Linked DNA regions of Sus scrofa: region 1 is linked to region 2. Evidence: chromatin contacts called from public HiChIP or PLAC-seq data. All regions are on one chromosome and are shown on one strand. Each heading gives the region's core, a stretch centred on a gene start, on an enhancer-like site or on the middle of the called end of the contact. The rest is flanking DNA. Distances are from core to core; before and after follow the strand shown. Region 1 holds the start of FJX1 (four-jointed box protein 1). Region 2 overlaps LOC102157601 (a long non-coding RNA gene).

Region 1 (2,700 bases), core at 56-2,555, 160 kb after region 2:
ACTGCGCGCCCCGAGCTTCCACCCGAGCCAGTGCCAGCGGCGGCACGTGGCGCTGGAGGCCCAGCAGGCGTGCCAGGTAGTAAGACAGGGCCTCGCCCTGTATCTGCTCCGGGTTGATGCCGTAGCGCACGCAGGCGCGGGTGCCGTCGGCGAAGCGAGCCAGCCGGTTGGAGCTGCGCCCGCAACCCCCGCGCTCCAGGGCCACCACCCGGGCGCTGCGCGCCGCCTCCAGCCACGCCGCCGCCTGGGCCTCGGAGAAGCCCGGGGGCACCTGCTCCTCCAGGCCGCGGCTCCAGAAGACGCCCCCGTGCACCGCGGCGCGTTCCTCCGGCCAGGACCGTCCGGTTGGCACGTGCCGCCTGCGCTCACCCGGGGGCTGCCCGGGCGGGCCGTCAGAGCTCGCCGCCAAGGTGAGCAGAACCCGGAAAGTTTTCAGGGAGCCGCCGCGGGCGTCCCGCGCCAGGGGCGGGGGCAGAGGGAAGCGAGGCGCTGGCTCCCGGCCTCCGCTCCGGGCCGGGCGCCGAGGGAGTCGGTCTTTGGGCGTCTGAGAGGCGGGCAGCTCGGTCCGCGGCGGCAGGAGCCCGCCCCACAGCGCTAGCAGCGAGCCCAGCGCCAGTAGCCAGAGCCCCGCGGTGGCGGCGGCGCCCCGCATCCTCCAGCCCATGCTTCCCCGGCCGGGCCGGTGCCGCCGCCGCTTCAAGCCAAGCCCCGGCGCCCGGGTCTCGGCGGCGAGGCGGGCCCGGCAGCTCGTTGGCTCCGGGGCTCCGGGCGCCTCAGCTCCATCGCTGCAGCGGGGCGCTGCGAGACTAGCCGGCGCTCTGCCCGGCGCTGAGAACTAGCCTCGCTGCCGCTTCCCAGCTGCTTTTGTATTTCGCTGTGAGACCCTCCGGCGGGCGCGATTCACAGGCGCCCGGACCACGTGGGAGCGAGGGGGGATCCCCCTCCCCCTCCTCCTCCGCCGCTCCCCGCCCCCCTTCACTCCCCCGCCCCTTCCTCTTCTCTTCCCCTTAAAGCGGCGATGGCTCTTTCCAAGCGGGAGAAGCGGTCCCACACTCACTCAGGGACTTAGGGGCCAGGAGCAGGAAGCCGGGTTGGCGGCGCCCGCGTGGGGGCGTCGGAGCCGGCAGCACCGAGCTGAAGTCACGCGGGGTGGGAGCTACGCGCCTCTGGCTCTCGCGGGGGTTAGAGTGGTCGCGGAGTCCCTGCACTAGGGAAGCTCCCGTCCTCCAGCAAAGTTCAGACTAACCCCCACCGCTCTCTCCGCGCCGCCCGGCGTGGATTGGGGCGGGTCCCTTTGCCTTCTCCGTTGCAGACGGTGATTCACCCTGCCTTATGTAAATCCCTGGGAATCTCTCCGAGCCACAGAGGATATGACTCCAGCCCGGTTAGGAGAACCATCTGTAGCAAACAACTTTGAACCGACACCCCCTTTCCTGAGCGCGCTCACCACACTGGTCCCTGAGGGCTGTGCGCTTTGAGGTTGGTAGCTCCGCCTTTCCCGAGGGACTCACTGGGAATTAAACTTTGCTGTGCCCAAACACCTAGGCAGGTGTTCAACAAAGTATCTGTCCTCAGTTCTGGTCAGAGAGCAGTAAAATGCGGAGATGCGGTCCCCGTGCTTACGAAGCTCACATTCTAGGGAGATGTACCGGTTGCCCCAGAGAGCTTTGTTACCGAGGATCAGATCTGATGCAGGAGAAGGGGCTTCGGAGACCATTTCTCCAATGAAATGGTCCTCTTTTGCCCAGGAGGAAACTGAGGCAGAGAAGGGATAGGCGAACTCAAGATCCCAGAGGTAGCAAGTGGAGAAACTAAAATTCAAACTGAGGTCTCTGGGCAGCATGCCACTTGATTTTCCCTCTAGGGAGAAAGTTCACTATCTTTATCAAGTTGTTAGCATTCTCCTTTTTTAAAAGACCATTGTCATTTAGCTAGTCACTATATTCCTCAAATAGGATTTTCAATTCAACAAATGAAAAAAAAAATCCACCATATTGCATTTGACTTCATAGTTTAATGGTTTAAGGGAAGAAGTGGTTGGAGGAGGGGGTGGAGGAGCAAAAAAGTAAAGAATAAAAAAACAAAACAAAACAAACCATATTGTCTTCCAGCCACTTTTGCATTCAGTCCTCCTAGAGAGCTCTTGGATAAGAATCGGCTCTCCCTCTCACTTCCCTGAATGAGCCTGTGTCCCAGATCCAAATCAAGATTCTCAGGTAAGACACAAGTTTGGGGGGGATGGGGGTGGAATCCACCTCTGAAAGCAGGAGTTTGAAATCTGTTTCCTTTCATGTGTTTCTTTTCTTTCTTTTTATCCCCCATCAGATACAAATGGGGGTTTTCACTGCAACAGCTCATGACCTGGCCTTGATTATATTTATGCTCCAAAGAATGAATATTCTAGAGTTAGAGGGCAGATACTCTAAAGTTTGTGACTAAGAGGGTCCAAGGACCACACCTGGGGCCTTCCAGTGCTGATCCAGTGTAGTGTCAAGTGTTTCCATAGTGACTGAAGTGTTGGGTCTTTGCTGAATCTCTTCTGCACCCCACGGTGGCAGTACCATGCCATTTTATACATATTACCTGATGATATTACTATGGCCCCCATATGGATATATCAAAATCTTAATTCATTAAAGGTACTCTCTTCATGCTCTGTGCAAACTCCTAACCCTCATCTTTCCCTAATGGGGAAGGACT
Region 2 (2,700 bases), core at 4-2,503:
TGGCATCTCCCACCCCTGTGCTGTTACCTGCCACACTGATACCCCCATGAGTGCACATGAAGGTTCAAAGCTAAAGTGCCAGGTGAGGCACTTGAGAATGGTCCACTGTTAATGCTGTTGGAGGCCAGACACAAATGCCCCTTTTAATGGCCTGGTCCAGAAAACAAATGTATCCATTAAGCTGGAATAAAGAGATGGGTCAATGCACAAGACGAACTGAGCACCTTCAAACTGGGAGACCGAGAGAGAGAACCTCAGAGTACCAGGGGAAGAGAGAACTAGATAGAGAGAGAGAGAGAGAGAGAGAGAGAGAGAGAGAGAGAGAGAGAGAGAGAGAGAGGGAGAGGGAGAGGGAGAGGGAGAGGGAGAGGGAGAGGGAGAGGGAGAGATAGGCAGGCAGGCAGGCAGACAGGCAGGGAGACAGACAAACAGATACATAGAACTAACGAGAAAGAGGGAAACCAATGAGAGAAAACCATAGCCTGGTTCTAGATACACTCTGATAAGGCAGCGTGCATTATGCTTAATGCTGTTTGTGAAGGCCTGAGCCTAAGAACTCTGGCCTATGCAATGCTTCCTTTTCGTATCAAAGAAGGAATCCTGGGGTGTCTCTTAGAATGTTCTAATGTGAGCTCTTAGGCCAGTAAACATACTCTCTTTTCTAGGAGATGGTAGCCAAACATGGATAAGAACTCAGGTTTCCCAAAAGCTACAGGACCTCAGGCAAATCATGTAATCTCTCTGGGCCTCAGTTTTTTTTTTCACTAGTTAAATGGGGTCCATCACACTCATCCCTAAATCAGTGTTTCCTAAAATTGTTAGCTGGAACACCAGAAAACCATGTCGTAGCCCCTTCTTGAAGTTCCACAATGCAACTGAACATATTACAAGGTCCAAGAAGTCCTAAAGGAAAGAAATCTGTTCAGCTTTGTTTAGCCCCCTCGCCACTCCATTTACTTGACTCCAATATATTCTATCATGGCTTATGCACATCTGGTGTCAGTGTGCCTGGGCTGCCATAACAAAGTACCAGACACTGGATGGTCCATCAGCAAGAATCTGTATCTCCCAGGTCTGGAGGCGGGCAGTCTGAGATCCTGGTCAGGTTCTGGGGAGAGCCCTCTTGGGGGTTGCAAACTGCTGACTCCTCACTGTTTCCTCACAGAAGAGATCCATGCTCGTGACCTAACTGCTCCACAAAGGCCCTGCTGCCTCATACCATCACCCTGGGGTTAGGATTTTAATACGTGAGTCTAGGGGGAATTGGAATACGCAGTCCAAAGCATTTGGCAAGATGTCCCTCTCCATAACTGGCCTCGTTCTCCTGGCCAGCCCCAGTTCTCATGTTCTCTCTCTCTCTCATACACAAGCACGTACATGGGACACACACACACACACACACACAGGAAGAAGAGCTGGGATTCTTAGAGAAAGCATTTTTCCCTTCCCACTGTCACTTCTTCCTACGCTAAGATCTAAGAGTGGAAGAGGCAGAGAGACCCTTCCATCTAGTTGACTCTTGCTCCTCATTTTATGAGTATTTGAGAGGGAAGCTACCTGCCAAACTCTGTACAGCTTATTGGTGGCAGAGCAGGGCTGGCACTCCTAACTCTCTTCTTCTCCTGGGAAGAGCAGATACCTTTTGGTGGCACCACGTGGACGCTCATGCTGGGGTAAATGTCGCTAAAAGTGTTTCTCAGGTTTCTGCATCAAGATGTAATATTTGGAGTAACTCTGGATACAAATGCCAGCAAGATGTCAGTTAGCAAGTCCACAAATATTTCTGAACATCTATTTCGTGTCAGGCAATTTTATCAGCATTGATAATACAGCATTGAACAAACAATACAAGCTTCAAAGAGGTACAGACAATAACTACATGAACAAATAAATACATATAATTTGAGATACTTATAATTAACATGGAAGTGTAACTGGATGGGTGTGGCAGAAAGGGCAAAGAAGTAGCCTTGGGGAGGATCAACAGCCCAAAGAGGACTCCGTTTTGATGAGTGATGGTCATCACACGGTAGTCACAAGCTACCACTAAGTTCCTCCTATGTGTCACGCGTGCTACTAAGCCCCGTAGGTCCAGTTAGTTAAGGACAGAGCCAGTACTAGAACCAAGTCTGCCTGCTACTAAAACCCAGTTATCAGGAGAAAGCTCATTCCATTTTCCAAGGACAAAAGACCACACCTTGCTCTATGCCCTGGAGATGCAACACGGGGGGTAAGCGGTTTATAATGTGAACAGTCTCTCCTGAACAATTTAGGCTACATTTTACTTTTCACTTCATTCCATCACTCTTAGGTCTGTCTACCCTTCAGAGACCCGCCTCTTCCCCAACACCACACACAAAATCATTTACATCCTATGTTACAACTATCTAACGCCAGTTACCTCAGAAGGGAAAAAAATAAGTTGCCATGAGTGGAGATTTTGTTTTTCCTATTCTGTTCCCTCCCATGAGGAAATCGCGATATTTTTTCTGAAATCAGACATTGTGTGAGGGTTTGGAGCTGAGAGGGTGAGGGGATGGATCCACCCCTTATGTATGTTCTCTTCAGTGGAAGGGTCTCAGCTGCTCTTCCTCCCAAATTGAATTCTCTTACTCTTGAAGAATGACCCAAGCAAAGAAATTTCCCAAACATCTGAAATCTGAGAATTTGTGCCTGGAATCCATGAGGCTCATGGTTTCC

Evidence for each region. HiChIP or PLAC-seq counts read pairs in DNA pulled down with a chosen protein or histone mark.
Region 1: a contact with region 2 is called in an H3K27ac HiChIP or PLAC-seq map of alveolar macrophages. The contact joins the promoter of FJX1 here to the enhancer-like site in region 2. A contact is called at or near these places in 1 of 5 promoter capture datasets (liver), 16 of 47 Hi-C or Micro-C datasets (embryonic fibroblasts, epiblast stem cells, fetal liver and 9 more) and 2 of 2 datasets of contacts at active chromatin or transcription factors (alveolar macrophages and skeletal muscle).

What each region holds. Positions count from the first base shown.
Region 1 is chr2:25,422,244-25,424,943 of Sscrofa11.1, forward strand. It overlaps FJX1 (four-jointed box protein 1), which reads right to left and starts at 1,306. Exons shown (of 1, transcript XM_003353898.4): 1 at 1-1,306. The coding sequence starts at 664. It also overlaps a transcript of PAMR1 not described here.
Region 2 is chr2:25,264,183-25,266,882 of Sscrofa11.1, forward strand. The region is part of intron 1 of LOC102157601 (a long non-coding RNA gene); the gene reads right to left. Among named protein-coding and RNA genes, the nearest start is that of LDLRAD3, 110 kb to the left of the region's middle. Within about 2 kb of position 1,254, at least 10 of the 83 cell types and tissues checked have an H3K27ac peak or open chromatin away from gene starts, as enhancers often do. A contact at or near this core is called in alveolar macrophages, liver, retroperitoneal adipose tissue and 1 more, where this site is marked.